Linked DNA regions of Mus musculus: regions 2, 3, 4 and 5 are each linked to region 1. The links are chromatin contacts, called in public HiCAR-type, HiChIP or PLAC-seq and promoter capture Hi-C maps. All regions are on one chromosome and are shown on one strand. Each heading gives the region's core, a stretch centred on a gene start, on an enhancer-like site or on the middle of the called end of the contact. The rest is flanking DNA. Distances are from core to core; before and after follow the strand shown. Region 1 holds the start of Kmt2e (lysine (K)-specific methyltransferase 2E). Region 2 holds the start of Ccdc146 (coiled-coil domain containing 146). Region 3 holds the start of 1700096K18Rik (RIKEN cDNA 1700096K18 gene). Region 4 holds the start of Rsbn1l (round spermatid basic protein 1-like). Region 5 overlaps Rsbn1l (round spermatid basic protein 1-like).

Region 1 (3,201 bases), core at 50-2,549:
TCTTCTCCAAGGTCTCCAGAACTGCAAACACATATATATTATCTTCATCTCTAAAGGATGAATAAAATAAGCAACACCGAAATTTACTTTAGAACTAACTCCAGTGATTTCCCTTTGACTTTAAATTTGATCATTCTTGAGAGACAGTCTAGATAGGGCGGATCTAGGCGGAACTAAAGCCAGTGAGGCAAGCACCCAGGATTGTTTTTTCTCTCCCTCCTCCCCCGTTTAGCACAGGGAACCGTTTGTTTCTCATCTCTGTCTGCTGCCACCGCGTCGGTGCCAATCCTTCGGTCAAAATAAGCTTTCCTGAAATGAGCCATATTGTGGATTCTAAGGCTCTGGCACAGTAAAGGACGGCAGTAAGGCAAGAAGAGCGGGGGAGGAGACTGCGAAGGCTGGGTACTGACTGGGGTGACCACCTTAGGGGCGGGTTTACCCTCTCCGGAGAGGATGAGGAGCGGTCTCTCTCCTACAAAGAGAGATGCCCAAGGCGTTCTTTTAACCCCTTTCACATTTAAGAGAACATTATGCCACCGAATGGCAGGGAACAAGGGCAGGAAGAAGAAAATGGGGCCTAAACGTCTTCTCTCTGCACCCGAACAAGATGCAGCTGGAGGAGGGGAGAGCTGGCAGCTCGCGGGACCTCTCCGACACCAGTCACAAGCCTCCTTCCTCACCCCGGAGGCCTGAATCCGCTACCAGGGAGGAGGGCGCCCCCTCCCTAACTCCCACTCTCAAGGGGGTTTAACTGCCAGTTTCCCCTTCCACAACCCCAAAACCCGCCATAATGCCCCAGTGCCAGGGACAGGCAGGAGAAAGGACAAATTCCATTTCCACAAGCGACGTGGCCCCAGCACAGGCGCCTGGGGTTCAGTGTGGACGCCCGGCTCCCGAAGGACAGCGACCCTCTCTCCCTAGAGCCCTAAGTCCCCCCACCGTGGACCCCACGACACCCACAGACACGACAGGCACTGACCTGTGATGGTCACACACCAGACACCCGAACCCTGTTATCGGCTCGACCCCGGGCGAGGTTCTCCACACCTCAGCGCTCGGTCGACCCCCGACGACAGCCACTGCGGTCGCAGAACCGACTCCACACCCCCTCCCCAAGCAGCAGCGCGCAGCGTCTTCAGTGGGAACCCAAGAGTCGGGCACTGCGGGCCACGGCAGGAATGACGAGGAGACGCTGAGGCTGCTCCGAGTGTCTATGCCCCCTCTGCTGCCGCTCCCGAACGCAGGCTCGATCTCCGACTCGGCCCCCTGCGCCCGCTCAGTGTCACTGCTTCTCGCTCTGGGAAAATGGCGGCGGCGACGGCGGCGGCGGCGGCGGCAGCGGCGGCGGCGGCGGCGGCAAGCGCACGGGGCCCGCCCGCCCCGCTCCGCAGGGGCAGGGGGGAGGGGACGAAGCTACTCGCCGCCATCTTGGTTATGGGCTGCGGCCCGACGCGGCCTCTCCGCCGAGGCGTGGAGACGTCACGCTAGAGGCCGCGAGCTGGCCAGACACTCCGTCTTTCCCACAACAGGTGCATTCATCCATCCGCCGACGGTTGGGGAGGTCTTGCTAGCTGGTGGGCTTGGCTCTTTACCCGTTGTCCCCGAGTAGCCCTCAAGCCTGGATGTAGGTGAGCGTGAGGATGCTACTAGTGGGTAGAAGGATGACAGCAGGGACGGGGACGACCCCCCTCCCATCACTTCCTAAGGTGATGCACTTGCTCCTACCCCCCAAGCAGCCTCAGTCCCGGCAGCCCCCTCCCCCCGGCCTGGCCTGCCAGCTCAGGGTGAGCCCGGTCGGATTGTCACTCGACGCCCACTAGTGGCTGAGGAGGCTCCAGTGCGCAGGCTCCGGGCACCGGATAAAAGCGGAGCTGGCGAGTCCCGCGCTGTCTCGATGGAGGAGCGAGAAACGCAAGAGGTCGGGGGGAGAAGCCGCAGAAAAAATTGCAGCCATCGTCAGCGCCGCCTCCCTGCCACCGTGTATGGGGTAAAAGCTGCCGTTGCCGCTGCCGGTGCAGTCGCTGCCGCCGCCTCCTATACTTCTTAGCACCGGGGAAGGATTCCCCGCCGCGGGACAGTGTGCTGGGCGGGGAGCGGGAGTTCGTTTGTGTGGCGGTGATTAAACGAGGGAGGGACAGAGCTGGTTTCTCGAACCGAAAAGGGGAGGCCAAGGAACAAAACAGGGTTCTCCACTAAAATCACACAGCGATTACGGATCTGGCTTTGGGGGCCTTTCCCCGGAATGGCGGTTTCCGTCTTCTTGGCCCGCAGCACGACCTTGGGTGCTCCGTAAGAGGAGTGGGGAGAGGCAGAGGCGGTGTCGGCAGCCAATCGGCGTCTGGTGATTTCTGTCGGGCGCGTAGGGATTGGCTGACGATGACCTCATGCTGCAGCAGCGGGTGGGGCCAGAGTCGTCGGGGGTGGCTGTTGCAAAGGCAGAGAGTGAGAAGTGATGACGGTGATCGTTGTCGCCGCGTCTTCTGTGGAACCCAAGCAGTGCCGAAGGAAGTCGCAAGGCTCTTCCCCGACCTTTTGCTCCTCTCCCTGCGCGAGGTGAGGGCCCTGGCTCGGCCTCTGCGAGACTTTGGGGCGCTGGTGCGGCCGTGGAGGCGCAATTTCTCCTGTGACTTTTGTAACTGCGTCAGGGCAAGATGGCGCTGGGTCTCCTTGGGGCGCGGGGGGAGAGGCACGTCCACCGCCGCCGCAGCGCATGTGACCGGCTGCATTCCTGTGGGGTTTGGCGGGGACCCAGGCAGGGCGGGGGAGGGGACCGGGTTTGGGCGGAGGAGATGGTGGTGCGGTCGGCGTTGGCTGCCCGAAGAGGAAGAGATGACTGTTTGAAAGCTCTTCCCCTCCCCCACTCCCCGCAGCAGAACTGCTGCGGGGGGGGGGGGAGCCCCTGAAAGGACACTCCTTTCGGGGTGTGCCAGCCACTGGTGGAGGAGAAGGTTTGACGCCTTCTTATATCTGCCTTTCTCCTTGCAAAGTATGCTTACGTAAGGTGGCAGTTCCCTCCTGTAAGCCAACTAGGAGGCCCTGAGTGTCACTGGTATGGGTAACAAGGACAGGTTAGGCTCTGAAGGCACCACAGGTAGGAGTGTTGATTATTTCAGACAAAACATAAAGTTTGGGGGGTCTGAATAGAAGACTACAGCATTCTCAGAGTTTGAAAGCAAGTGAATAACACCCAGGAACACTTAG
Region 2 (3,248 bases), core at 483-2,982, 2.0 Mb after region 1:
TTAGGCTAGTTAGAAGTTGAGAAGCAACGAAGCCTAACAGCTCACATCCTAGCCCTGCCTACTTGTATTTAAGGTGGAAAGACACCTAAGGAAGCAAATTTCATAATGTCACCACGCACGGGGCCTTTGTTTGTTCAGTCACAGTATGTATCTTATACTTCCTTTACTTCAATGTCCTCATCTGAAACGGTGACAAAAGCATCCACCCTACCGAGCAACTGTGAGGGTTAATATAAAATAATTTTAGAAGAGGTAAACGGTGCTATTGCTATCATCAGCAACACCATCCTTCAGTTCCAGGAAGAATGAGAGCCCCAGAACCCTTTCTAGAAAAGTATGTGTGCTCAGCGGTTTGCATCTGGGAAATAAAATAACGGGACTCAGATGCCTAAGAAATACGTTTTGCAGGTACTATTATGAATTTCCCCAGACAGTCTTAACTATGTGTCTTGCTTCAAAGTTTGTATTCGCAGAGAATTTACTTATGCCTAAATGAATAGACATCTACCAACCTGGGTACCTGTTGGAAAGCAAGGTTTTTTGTTCGTTTGTTTTTGTTTTTGTTTTTCTAGATTAGCTGGAAGCATCTATACATAGAGCTGACGAGGGACCAGAGCCCCGAGATGTGGGCTACCAAACCACTGGATAGTTATCAAGAAACCTCAACCCTGAACGATGCTAATGACTGTGATGCTAATGGCTCCACAATGTAATTAGACTCAGATTATTCCAATACAAGCTTCCACTCGGCTTTAATTTTCCTCCTTAATTGGAAACCCAACGCTTAAACACTATTAGTTTTGTGACCCAAACCCTTTTTCACTTCACTTGCCAAATTTGACGGGCGCGTTCACCTCCACCGACGCCTGGGGGTCGATGTCGTCCGACAGAATGGCCATCTCCTGCCGATCAGCATCATACTTGACCTGCAGGCTGTCCAGGCCGCGCGCCACGTGCTCCACGCCGCACACCGCCACCTGCACGCGGTCGCCATCCGGGTGCGCAAGGGGATCCAGGGGCCTCACGGCCAGGTGGCAAGGGAGCCGCGCCCTCAGTCGCCCAAACGGGCTCACCTGCAGCGTCCACTCCCTCAGAGCCCCACGCGCCAGGCCGGCCCCAGAGTCATCGGGCGCTGATCCCTGCCGCTGCGCCCCACTGGAGCCGCAAGTCCGAGCCCCGAGAGCTCCGACCAAGGCGCCCGCCCGCACTCGGGACGCGCAAGGAGGGAGGCGGCCGAACATGCTCTCCCTTGGAACGCTTCAGCCTTGGCTCGCTGGTCCCGGGACCACAAGAACCACGAGCTGCCTCGGGTCAGTCACGAAGGGGACAGCATGCACGGCTCCGCCAAGGAAGAACGAGCCAGGCCCCCAGCACAGTACTTAACGCCTTAAATCCCGGTAGGAAAGTTAAAACTTCAAAGAGCCTAGTTGAAACCCTGACCTGGACAAGTCACCTATTTCCGCCCCTTTGGCGGAGGCCATCGGGATATGTAGTTTTAAAGGAGCCAAACATCAAGGTGTTCTGGTAACTGTGAAACTACATATCCCAGGAGACAGTGCGCTGAATACACAGACTGACAGCCGATTGGTAGAGGAGCCCCCGCTCCCCCCTCGTTGCTTTCCCGTTGCTTCAAGCCCATTGGCCAAGAGAGCAGAGAAAGAAAAAAAGTTAATGTAACTGACCAATAGGAAGAGTAGAAGGGACGGGATAAACTCAGCTGTGGTTACTTTGGATACCAAGGACGCGACTCTTAGGAGAGGGTGAAGTTTTGAAGTGAGACCCCAGGGACCAAAACACACGGAGAAAAATAAGAGTTTAAACAAGGATCAGGACCAAAAGAAAGGGTAAGAAACAGCATGTTTATAGATGGGAATCAGATTCAAAGTTAGGAATACTTTCTTTAGGTAGTTAGAACCAAAGGTCACCAAACTAATGTGGATTCCCTGGGAATAGAGAATCCCCCTCACAAGAGACCTTAGCATGAGAGGACAGACACGTTCTGTTGCTTTCTCCCTTCTCTGTCCTTTAAGGGAACTCCCACTTAGGTAAAAAATACTAGATAGAAAAAGTGTTAGAAGCCAGGTATGGTGGCGCACGCCTTTAGTCCCAGCACTCAGGAGACAGAGGCAGGTGGATTTCTGAGTTCGAGGCCAGCCTGGTCTACAGAGTGAGTTCCAGGACAGCCTGGGCTATACAGAGAAACCCTGTCTCGAAAAAGAAAAAAGAAAAAAAAGGAAAAGAAAAAGTGTTAGAATTCTGGCTCTTTCTTAACTGTAAGTAGTAATCTTAGGCCAGTCATTGGATGCCTTTGGGTTTTACTATTTGCTTATAAAATGATGACACTATCTTCCTTGTCTTGTGTAGAAGTTTTTTTTTTCGTTTTTACCACATTTATCAAATGAAACAATGGACAACAAAGCAGTGCACAGTATACAAAACAAAGTATTTTAGGAATGGCATATGTCTACGTTGCTAAGAGATTTGGAGACATTTGAACTTGGTTAGAGGACAGTCTTGATCTCTTTCCCTGCAACTGGTCCTTGGCCTTAATGGTAAAATAAAATCTCTCTCTCTCTCTCTCTCTCTCTCTCTCTCTCTCTCTCTCTCTCTGGATCATAAGACTTGTTAGGGGATGTCAGAATTTTTTCCTGGTCCTGTTGTATTATCTATGGCACAAGAAATGTTTCTTCAGTTTTGATATAAGACAGACTGTGCTAAATAACTCTATAAGTTAACTCTTTTTTTTATTATTCAGTAGGCAGTAAAGATAATGGGAAATGGGGGGTGTGGACATTATTTCAGCCATATTTGCCTATTCTTCTCCCCATTCTACAAATAATTCCCTAAATTCCTTACATACAGATTTAACTAATTGCAAGTCCAGTGTGATGGTGTTCACTTGTAAGTTTTCAGAGTTTGGGAAGCTGAAGCAGAAAGATCTCAAATCTGAGGCCCACCTGGACTATATACGGAGAACGTTGTGACAAATAAAATACACAATAAGTAAATAAAATGATACCTTTAAAGATCAAAACTCTCAGCCAAATATGGGACCCCAATTCTTTGAACCTGAAGTGACAGATGGATAGATAGACTAGGCTAAAGTCCTCCCCAGCGTCCATGTTGTTCTCTTAGTGAAGACTATGGTAGTGGTGGTGGCAGTGACAGCCCTGCCCTGCTGTCAGCCATCTGAGAAGAAGGCCCCTATCCTTGAGGACCTCCACCAAGGTGAAACCTGTCCTTGACTT
Region 3 (3,248 bases), core at 153-2,652, 2.1 Mb before region 1:
CCCAGGAATAGAGGGGCAGAGGAATCTCTGAAATTTCAGTCAATGTGATCTATACAGGTGAGTTCCAGGCTATCTAAGGATACATGAGACCCTGTCACAGGGTGGAAATGCGTTCCATTCCTAGGTAAAAGAATAGCATGCCCACAAGTTGTCCTCTAACCTTAATGCTCTCACAGAAAAATAAAATCATACACAAACATTTTTATATATTTAAAGGCAAAGAATTCTTAACCAAATTGACTAAAGATAGGAACAGTAATTCCCTCTGGAAAATTAGCTGGCTGTAAAAAATGAGTTATAATGAAAAGACAATAACCTCACTATAAAGGCCTGTCTTGAATTTTAATTTTTTACAAGATTGGACTTCCAGTTCCTAGTAATGTACATGGTAATAAACATGAAGAAGCATTATTCAAATGTAAATGCTAATTGTTTTTATGTTTAATTTAAGCACTATTTTTTTTTTGTTTGTTTTGGTTTTTTTGAGACAGGGTTTCTCTTTTAACCATGGCTGTCCTGGAACTCACTCTGTAGACCAGGATGGCCTCAAGCACTATTTTTTTAACCAGACTTAAAATTAATAGAAGCGAAAGAATCTTCAGAGTGGGAGGGGCTTCAAGAAAGAACGACAAAAAGGCTATACAGGCTATTTTAAATGTACAAAATTTATATCTGTGTATACTGCAAATAATGTGCCTTCCAAAAAGGCTAAAATGTAAAGGCAAAACAAATTATTTCACTGATGAACCACTCATTTGGTAATGTCTTTCTTTACATTTGGGTTTTTTTTTTTAAAAATCTAGAGATACTGAATAGAAGTATTCACAAAATATCCATTGGTTAGAGTACGGTGTTCGAACGAAAATGAAAGGTTTGTAACCGGTCGTTTCGCTGTAGTACTGTAAGAAAGCTTTTAAATAATTAGTGCAGAATTCCAGCGTAGTATTGCAACCCAGCGTCTGTGGCCATGTCACCTTTAAGTGTGTGCAGTTTGGAAGAGCAGAGTTAGTTGGGTATTGTTAAAACAGCGTCGTTGTGTCGTGCGGGGACGTTCTCATCTTCTGAATGAGCGAGAGGGAGAAGGGCCCCGCCGTGGTCCCCTAAGCAGTGAGGCTCTGGGCGAATAATCGCACGGGATGCTGCGTGACAGTGGCTGGACGCCCGCGCCATTGTGAGGTCGGCGGCGCGGATCCGAACCTGTATTACTTCTCGGTGAGGCGGACTTGCGGGCCCTTGGACCGAGGTCAGCTCCGAGTGGAGAACAGGTAACTCAGGGGCCGGATCCCTCCGCGACAAGTAGTGCGCTGTGCGCTTTCCCGAGCCCACGGCGGGCGCCGGAGATCGCGGACCTGGCTCCCGGAGGATCGGCGGGCACTGGCCCGAAGGCTAGGAGACCTTCGGCAGCCCGAAGGCTGGAGCGGGCCGGCGAACGGCAGGTGTCCGCCCCGCCCCCACCCCCGCGGGCAGGAAGAGGAAGCGGTGCGGCCCGGCCCCGGGGCCACCCGCAGGGCCTCGCGGGGCGGGGGCGCCGGAGCTACAAGAAGCGCGTGACCTAGTTCGTCCCGAAGTGGACTTGACAGGTTGTCATCGCGGCTCCCCGCCCCCACTGTCTTCCGGGTCTGGCTCCTCCCCCACCCTCGAGCTCCCACTGGCCTCGCCCAAGCTGTACTCCCTGCCATTGGCTTCAAACCAGGGGCCACGCCCCAACCCAGCTCGCCCTGCCATTGGCCACGCGTCCCAGGCCGCTCTCCCAGTCATTGGCTTCGTCCCAGAGGCCCCGCCCCCAGTCTTGCTGGTCCTCGGGTTGGCCTTGCAGCGCCCCTCTTTCGGCTCGTCCTCCTATTGGCCCCTCGCGCCAGGCGCCTTGCCTCCTATGGTCCGCGGTGGATTCCAGCTGGTCACTGTTGAGTTTGTTCCCGTGGGCATTCCGGTTTCTGTCGGCTTCCCTCCCTCTTTGCTGCGTTTCTTCCTGCTTTCTTTGGGTCTGGGAGCCCGGGCCTCGATACCTGGTCCCGGTCCCAAACTCAATGTAGCAGCGATCTACATTTGCCTCTGTACCCCGCCGCACCCCGCCCCTTTCAACTCCTTCTTCCCCAGCCCCCACGCACACCGCCTTCATTCCCTCACACCTCTCCTTAAATTCGGCTGAGTGGAACAGACTTCATTTCGAAATCAGGGAGAGGGGTTAAGTGATAAACGTCAATATCAATATTAGCTGGTTTTGGTTCCAGAAAGGAACTGGACGGCCCAGATCATTCAAACATTTTGTTGTTGATGGTGGTGGGGGTAGTGCTTTTCTTTGGGTGTGTCTTAGGTTTGGAGGTTTCTTCAAACAGGATCTCACCTCTCCCTTTGTATCTCTGACTGGTTTGGAACTCGCTAGTTCCTTGGTACGGGGTTTGACTGCAGAAGCCAGAGAGGGCGGCCGCTGGGTTCCTGGAGCCGCTGGTTGTGGGCCACCTAACTTGGGGGCTCCTCTGCAGAAGGTTTCATCTCTCCACCCTGGGATTGAATTTTTTTAATTAATTTTCATTTTATGTGCATTGGTGTTTTGCCTGCCTGTATGTCTGTGTAAGGATGTTAGATTCCAGTCGGAGTTACAGTCGCAAGCTACCTTGTGGGTGCTCGGAATTGAACTAAAGTCCTCTGGAAGAGCCAGAGCTGTGAACCTGAGTCATCTTTGCAGTCCCAGGACTTAGTTCCTAAAGTGACCAAATTTGTTACTCCAAAAATAATAGGCTGCCTTTCCTGAGTAGCAGTCAAATTTCCATTGTTTATGCAATATTGACATTTAAAATTTACATGTGTACTTTCTATAATTGAGCTAGCTTTTTTAAATCGTTTTAGAGAATAGAAATAAGCTGGGCAGTGGTGGCTCATGCCTTTAATCTCAGCTCATGAGAGGCAGAGGCAGGCGCATTTCTTAGTTTGAGGCCAGCCTGGTCTACAAGAGTGAGTTCCAGGACAGCCAGGGCTACACTGAGAAACCAAGGGGTGGGGGGGAGGGGGAGGGGAGAGAGAAGAAATAAACTGATAAAACTGCACAGTGCAATGTAGTCTCCAAGAGAAATTTAGTTGAAATTTGAAACTGGCCTAGCCTTTGCTGGTGAGCAGAGGAAGGGTTACAGATCCCAGGCCTGTCAGGGCTGTGCATTGAAACCCTGTCTTCTGGGGGTTGTCTTAATCCCCACTGTGGTAATTCTGGTACTCTCCGCATTTGGGATTTGGGGGCAGGAAGAATTCAAGGC
Region 4 (3,293 bases), core at 442-2,941, 2.5 Mb after region 1:
AATCCCAGCACTTAGGAGGCAGAGACAGGCGGATTTCTGAGTTTGAGGCCAGCCTGGTCTAGAGTGAGTTCCAGGACAGCCAGGGCTATACAGAGAAACCCTGTCTCAAAAACCGAAAAAATTAAAAAAAAATCATTAGACTAACTGACACTGTTATGAATGTCCCAATTAGATAATCTAGAGAGGAAACCCCTTTTCCTTTTGTTTTCTTACTTAGCGTTCAGTTTCATTCCAACACTTTCCATGTTGTACCCTTATTTGCTCAGTCACACCACCACTCCCTCATCCCCTGCCCTGGATGTAGACATACTCATTCCCAGGTGAGGGAGATGAAGTGACTTTCTTTCTTATGCTCATCACCTTTCTTTTTCCCATTTCCCTTCTATTTTTATGTTGTGTGTGTGTTTTTAAAACTAGATTACACACATTAGAGAAAATATGCAAAATTTGTCTCTCTGGGTCTAGCTTCAGGGAATACTCTATATATTAACAATTTACTTCTAAAAACTAAAAACAATGAGGACAGATGCAGTGGTACACACCTTTCTTTAATTCCAGCACTGGGGGAAAGGGAGTTGGGCAAATGCAGGAAGATTTGAGTTCGAGGCCAGGCTGGTTTACAGGACAGCCAGGACAATATTGGAAGACTATGACTCAAAAAACAAACGAACCAACCAACCAACCAAAAAAAGAAAAATGTATTTACAAACAGCGTTAGATTTTGATGTGTTCCCCTCACCGAGTCCTAAAGAAGTGGGTTTGGAGTAAAAGAGGAGTAACAACAGACCATTGCAGTTTCCTGAAAGGCAACTGTTAGCTGCGGAAAGTAACTGCTAATGTCCCTCTTAGGGGATCAGAAAACTCCTTTTTCTTGCTGAGCTAATATGATCATGTGTTATCTTTACATTCTAATCTCACAAAAGATCTAAGACTTTAAGGCATGCTCTTGTCTAAAGCTTGAACTGTGTTGTAACCCATTCCCCCAAATTCCTTATCTTTTGAGATAAAAATCAAGGTACATGCTTGGCGAAGTTTCATAGCGCTGACTCTGAAATACAGAACTCTAACTGCATTTTCAAACATTTACAAACACCGCTAGTGGCTTTTTCCTGGTGTCGTTTAAAGAATAATTAAAGTGAAAACCTTTAGCACTCAAGCTCAATTTAAAGCCTCCAAACGGTGGGTGATTTTTATCTTCACGATCGGAAGTGATCCAAGTTCCAGCTCTGCAGAAAACTCTCTTTTAAAGTACGAACTTTTACGACCTTAGTTAAAATAAGGCAACTTTTCACCATTTCTGCCTTTGCTGATCGGACTCTCGACAAATTTTCTCCGAGACGAGCAACCCAGAACTCGTTTTTCAGAACCTGCAGAAGGGACCCAAGCCACCTCAAGGTAAAAAGAGAGAGCGGTACAAACAAGGCAAAGTCTTTGAGCGAACGGCAGCGCTACCTCGGTCCGGGCAGATTCGGGGCTCCCGAGCGACGGTCGGGAGATCCTCCCTTCTCAGCGAGCTCTCCATCAGCCGCGCCGAAAAGACCTCTGACCTCCAAATGAAGGTCCGCTCGGTGACCCCACCCCGACGGCTTCTGTCCGCGTCTTTGATTGGTTTGTTCCGGGATCTCTCAGTTTAGCGCGCCCAATGGGAGCTCGGCCTGGACCTAGGCACCCCGCCCCGCGCCCCCGCTCCGGGGAGCGGCGGAGAGTAAATACAACAGGAGCGCAAAATGGCGGAACCGCCGAACCCAGCTCGCGGCGCCGTGGCTCTCCTCTCTGAGAAGGAAGCATCTGGCAAAGTACAGCCTTCCTCGCGGGAGCCGCCGGGCTCTATGTCTGCCAAGAAGGTTCGCACCGAGGAGAAGAAGGCGCCGCGGAGAGTGAACGGGGAGGGGGGCAGCGGCGGGAACGGCGGGCAGCTGCAGCCCCAGAGCTTCGGCAGCCCGGCGGCGTGGAGCTTCGCGGCTCGGCCCGCCGCCTCCTCCTCGTCCACCTCTCGGAGCTGTTACTCTTTCTCCGCCAGCCCGAGCGTCTCCTCAGCCTCCGCTTCCTCGTCTCAGCCGCTGCCGCGCAAACTGCTGGTCACTCCCTCGCTGCTGCACGCTCAGCCTCACCGCGTCCTGCTCCCGCCCGTCGCTCCGCCGGCCGCCGCCAAGCCGCGCAGACCCAAGGAGAAGCGCGAGAAGGAGAAGCGGAGGCAGCACGGCCTCGGCGCCGCCGCCCGGGATGAGAACGGCGAGGCGAAGCCGCTGCCGCGAGGTGGGTGCCGCGCGGGGGAGGGGAGCGCCGGCGGCCGGCGGGGCTGCAGCCTTCCGCGGGGCCAGAAGTAAATGGAGCCTGGAGTTTCGGTCGCCGACCGGGGGGATGGCTGAAACTCCTGGTTTTCGGTGTCGGTTTCGCCTTCCAGTTAACGCGCAGCAGGACGCGCGTGAAGGAGTGGGTCTAGAGGACCCCGCTCCCCGGTGTGTTTTTGGCTGGGGAGGCAGAAGAGAACAGGTCTTTTAAAGATTACGAAAGGGATCGGACTGGATCGCAGGAAATTCATGTTTGCGACGCAGCTTCCAACGCCAGAATATCCTGTCCAAAAAAAAAAAAAAAAAAAAGTGGGTGGTCGGGTGTATTGGCGGAAGCTGGAAGCTCCCAGGGACCACGGGGACCAGGATGTTTCATCCCTACTAGGGAGATGAGGTCGTGCGCAGGGCACCAAGTGTGCGGTTTCTGAGGTGCCCACATTCCATATTGTTAAAGTGTTTTGCGTGGTCCTGTTTTAAATACTACCCTTCAGAAGCTTTCAGCCATATTCTTTTTTTTTTTTTTTCTTCTTTCTTTCTCGTTCAGCAAATGATAAAATCGGATGTTTTGACGTCTTTTGGCCAGATCAAGTGGCTTCAGAGTGTTTCTGCCGGGGGTGGGGTGGGGTGGGGGGGGGGAATTCCCAACTGTTTTTCAGTTTTCTTTTGTAATGTAAGCTAGCAGAGTTTTCCGTATTTTCTTTAAAATGAGGGGTCATTCTAGTCATCTGTGGATATGTAGAGATCTGACTAATACAAAGTGGATATGGGTTGGAAAGTAGATCTTTAGGTGATCACGAGGTTATATAAATATACGTTGTCATTGTCACACATTGTTGTGAAGTATTCCGTTCTGTTTTGGAATGCTGGTGAAATGCCAGTAACCTTGCTGATCTAATGGTACCTTAGATCTTGAAAAATTATCTGAATAGAAAAGTTCATCATTCACAATGTAAAAGAATGCTAACATCTAAGCCAAGCTAATGGTTCGGTGTACCCTTGTTC
Region 5 (3,430 bases), core at 383-2,882, 2.5 Mb after region 1:
ATGATGAGGTTTAATTAATGTGTTGCCCCATTGAGACACTCATAGTTTCAGCTTTTTAAAAATTACTAAGCAGACCAATGGCTTTTGTTAGGATATTTTCATATATCCGATTTGGTTTATTCTCCCCTTTTGATGCCTCCTCCTGCTACACTAACTATCTCTGCCTTCATGTCACATGCACTTGTTGTCCTTGTTCTTCTTCACACCCTTCCTCAGGAAAGGCAATGAACCATGACAAATTGTAAGAATTTCTTAAGGAATGAAGGTGTGGAGTTTGGCAGAGACTGGCTAGGCATATCTGGAGAGTCACTTACTTAATCATGTAAGTTGCAGGAGTATAGGAAAGATACTTAAGACAGACTCTAGAGGGAAGTTCGGGTTTAGATGACAGGAGTGTGAGAATTAGGTAGGTATATTACAATATCACTGAAATACGATGAGAGAATTTGATGGAGAGGCCAGTGTTTATCCCCTGAAGAGGGAAGGGGTGACTTGCTGGGGTTGGTAACTTTTCTTAGCTGTGTGCCAGGGAGAGGCTGTGTGAAATCCTCTCTGCCCTCGTCCCTGCTCATAGAGTTCTTTTCTTTTCTCAGTTGCCTTCATCTCCTTTCTCTTCTACTTATTTTTTTTAATAAATGTGTTGACTTTCTTTTTTTTATAAAGTTTTTTTTTTTAAGATTTATTCATTTATTACATGTAAGTACACTGTAGCTGTCTTCAGACACTCCAGAAGAGGGCATCAGATCTTGTTAATGAATGGTTGTGAGCCACCATGTGGTTGCTGGGATTTGAACTCAGGACCTACAGAAGAGTAGTTGGTGCTCTTAACCACTGAGCCATCTCTCCAGTCCCCTTGTCTTCTACTTCATTTCATTTTGCACATCCACTGTCCATTCTGCTTCTTCATTTTTTCTTCTTTTTCTGGCTTGCTCGCTGATCTATTTCCAACAATGTATTATTCTTAGCTGGATGTGGGAGGAACAGGGAGATTTCAGTGTGGTTGCTCAGATCAGTTGATTTCATGAACTTCATTATGAGGGTCTTGACTTAAGGCTCAGTCAGGATAGTTAGAATTGATAATATGAATCCTATTTGAATTTTTGCTTCAAAATATATAATAGCTGAAAGCTTTAGAATGGATTTTTCTGTATTTCATAAGAGCTTCCAGTTTGATTTTTTTTTTTTTTCCTTCCTCCGAGACCGGGTTTCTCTGTGTAGCCCTGGCTGTCCTGGAACTCACTCTATAGACCAGGTTGGCTTCAAACTCAGAAATCCACCTGCCTCTGCCTCCCAAGTGTTGGGATTAAAAGCGTGTAACACCACTGCCGGGCTCAGTTTGAAATTTTATGATGCTCAAATAAAATTCTAATGAGCCTTTTAGTTTTTTCTTTCAGATCTATATATTTTACTTTATGTGTATAAATATTCTCCCTGCATGTACATATGTATACCACGTGCATTCTTGTGGGATTCTCCGAACTGGAGTTAGAGATTGCTGTGAACTACCATGTGGGTACTGGGAATTTGAGCTTTGGTCCTTTGAAAAAGCAGTAAGTTCTTTTATTGTTGAGTTGTTTCCCCAGCAAGCAACTAGTGAAGCTGTTAAAAGAACTTCCTTTTTTCTAAATGTGTGGGTCATGGGATAGAGTGATCTTCCTGTCTCCGCCTCTCTCCTCAGTGTCGGGATTACAGATGTGAGCCACCACATGTGGTTTACCTGTGCTGGGGGTTGATGCAGGGCTGTGTGCATTTTGGGGAAGTGCTTTATCAGTTGAGCTATGTCCCCAACCCCTAATTCAGCTTATTTCTCTCATTTCCCATATCTTAGTCAAATAACCAGTGTTTGTAATTTTTATAATGTGTTTGCAGATGTAACTTATCCAGATCAGAGATGCCCTTCTTTTTTGTTTTTTGGTTTTGTTTTTTCTGAGACAGGGTTTCTCTGTGTAGCCCTGGCTGTCCTGGAACTCACTCTGTAGACCAGGCTGGCCTCGAACTCAGAAATCCACCTGCCTCTTCCTCCCAAGTTCTGGGATTAAAGGCGTGCGCCAGCACCTCCAGGCTCAGAGATGCTCTTCTATAGGGCTGGGTTGGTCCTGAGTACTGTTCTTGGGAGTCCTGTTTTGTTGTCATCCTGTTTGTACTTAATGTAGACTGGCCGCCTTCTAAGGCGGGTGCGCATGTCCTCTACTTTTATTTACTTTATTTTTCATTTTTGGGTTTTGTTTTTGTTTTTTGTTTTGAGACAGAATTTCTCCTGCAACCCTAACTGTCCTGGAACTCGCTTTGTAGACCAGGCTGGTCTTGTACTCTCAGAGATCTATCTGCCTGCCTCCCAAGTGCTGGGATTAGAGGTGTGAGCCCCCACCCCTTGCCCTGCCTTACTTTACTTTTTGTTTACTACTGTATTTTCTTGAGCAGAGTTCATTGTTCTAGTTCTTGAGTGACTGATCACTCCACTGTTTAGCAAAGAACAACTTGGAAATCAACACTTTTAAAAGATATACATGATATAATATACATATTACATATTACCTATCAGTATAATATACAATATTATATGTATATGTAATTATATTACATATATATTTACACATATATATATAAAGTTCCCTTGTTTAAATATCTGATTATGTGGATGGATATTTGAATGTGTGTGCATGTGAAAAAATATAGATAGATAGATAGATAGATAGGTGTGTATTCATATATGCATACATATACATATGATAGTCTCTCTGTTTTCATGTACTATTTCAGGAATATTTTATCTAGTTTCTATCTGTTCTAGACAGTTTTTGTTGTTTGTTTTGTGTGCATGCATGGGGAGGCCAGATGTCCTTCTGGGTGTCATGCTTTGGGAGCCACCATATTTTATTGTTTTTGCTAGTGTGAGTGCAGGCATGCACATGCTGTGGTTTCTGTGTGGAGATAAGGGACAGCTTCGGTGGGCGTGGTTCTCACTTTGTACCTTCATGTGAGGTCAGTGTGGTCAGGTGCCTTACACGTAAGCCATCTTGGTGGCCCTTACTTTTTTTTTAAACTGTTTTTTTATTTTTATGGGACAGATTTTCTCACTGGATCCTAAGGCTTGCCAATTTTTTTAGAATGGCTGGCAATCAAGCTCCAGGCTTTTCTAGATTGCTGTGTTGTTAAAGTTATGTAGCATGTGGCATTTTACACTGTATTCTTTCAGTTAGTAATGCTCATGTACATTTTCCTATGTCTTTGCATGGCTTGATAGCTCCTGTCTCTTTTTGGTGCTGAAGAATATCGAATTGTTTGGATGCACCAGAGTTTACATTCATCCACTGAAGAATATCTTGGTTGCTTCCTTCTGTTTTTGGATAATTATGAATGAACCTGGTATAACTACTTATTTATGTGTTGTTGTGTGAAAGTAAGGTTTTAGCTCTTGGATTATATCTGC

What was found. Promoter capture Hi-C pulls out the DNA fragments that hold promoters and counts their contacts. HiCAR-type assays count read pairs that join an accessible place to other places. HiChIP or PLAC-seq counts read pairs in DNA pulled down with a chosen protein or histone mark.
Region 2: a contact with region 1 is called in a HiCAR-type map of astrocytes, with 2.7 times the contacts expected there. The contact joins the promoter of Ccdc146 here to the promoter of Kmt2e in region 1. A contact is called at or near these places in 5 of 39 promoter capture datasets (the 3T3-L1 cell line, the C10 cell line, embryonic stem cells and 2 more) and 2 of 115 datasets of contacts at active chromatin or transcription factors (astrocytes and microglia).
Region 3: a promoter capture Hi-C map of pre-B cells shows a contact between it and region 1, with 3 times the contacts expected there. The contact joins the promoter of 1700096K18Rik here to the promoter of Kmt2e in region 1. A contact is called at or near these places in 2 of 39 promoter capture datasets (the 3T3-L1 cell line and pre-B cells), 1 of 115 datasets of contacts at active chromatin or transcription factors (double positive thymocytes) and 1 of 9 other capture datasets (adipose tissue).
Region 4: a promoter capture Hi-C map of hematopoietic stem and progenitor cells shows a contact between it and region 1. The contact joins the promoter of Rsbn1l here to the promoter of Kmt2e in region 1. A contact is called at or near these places in 7 of 39 promoter capture datasets (the HPC-7 cell line, cranial neural crest, fetal liver and 4 more) and 3 of 115 datasets of contacts at active chromatin or transcription factors (astrocytes, large pre-B cells and thymic regulatory T cells).
Region 5: an H3K4me3 HiChIP or PLAC-seq map of fetal liver shows a contact between it and region 1, with 8 times the contacts expected there. The contact joins the enhancer-like site here to the promoter of Kmt2e in region 1. A contact is called at or near these places in 1 of 39 promoter capture datasets (hippocampal neurons) and 4 of 115 datasets of contacts at active chromatin or transcription factors (astrocytes, fetal liver, large pre-B cells and 1 more).

Annotation. Positions count from the first base shown.
Region 1 is chr5:23,432,562-23,435,762 of GRCm38.p6, reverse strand. Kmt2e (lysine (K)-specific methyltransferase 2E) reads right to left here and starts at 1,299. Exons shown (of 26, transcript NM_026984.2): 1 at 980-1,299. It overlaps 5031425E22Rik (RIKEN cDNA 5031425E22 gene), which reads left to right and starts at 2,427. Exons shown (of 3, transcript NR_165300.1): 1 at 2,427-2,553.
Region 2 is chr5:21,423,161-21,426,408 of GRCm38.p6, reverse strand. It overlaps Ccdc146 (coiled-coil domain containing 146), which reads left to right and starts at 1,732. Exons shown (of 19, transcript NM_029195.1): 1 at 1,732-1,844. It overlaps Fam185a (family with sequence similarity 185, member A), which reads right to left and starts at 1,506. Exons shown (of 8, transcript NM_177869.4): 1 at 833-1,506. The coding sequence starts at 1,241.
Region 3 is chr5:25,528,172-25,531,419 of GRCm38.p6, reverse strand. It overlaps 1700096K18Rik (RIKEN cDNA 1700096K18 gene), which reads right to left and starts at 1,402. Exons shown (of 1, transcript NR_027388.1): 1 at 1-1,402.
Region 4 is chr5:20,950,220-20,953,512 of GRCm38.p6, reverse strand. Rsbn1l (round spermatid basic protein 1-like) reads left to right here and starts at 1,691. Exons shown (of 8, transcript NM_001080977.1): 1 at 1,691-2,256. The coding sequence starts at 1,728. It overlaps A630072M18Rik (RIKEN cDNA A630072M18 gene), which reads right to left and starts at 2,524. Exons shown (of 1, transcript NR_030699.1): 1 at 1-2,524.
Region 5 is chr5:20,931,028-20,934,457 of GRCm38.p6, reverse strand. All of the region lies in intron 1 of Rsbn1l (round spermatid basic protein 1-like), which reads left to right. Among named protein-coding and RNA genes, the nearest start is that of A630072M18Rik, 18 kb to the left of the region's middle. Within about 2 kb of position 1,632, at least 97 of the 459 cell types and tissues checked have an H3K27ac peak or open chromatin away from gene starts, as enhancers often do.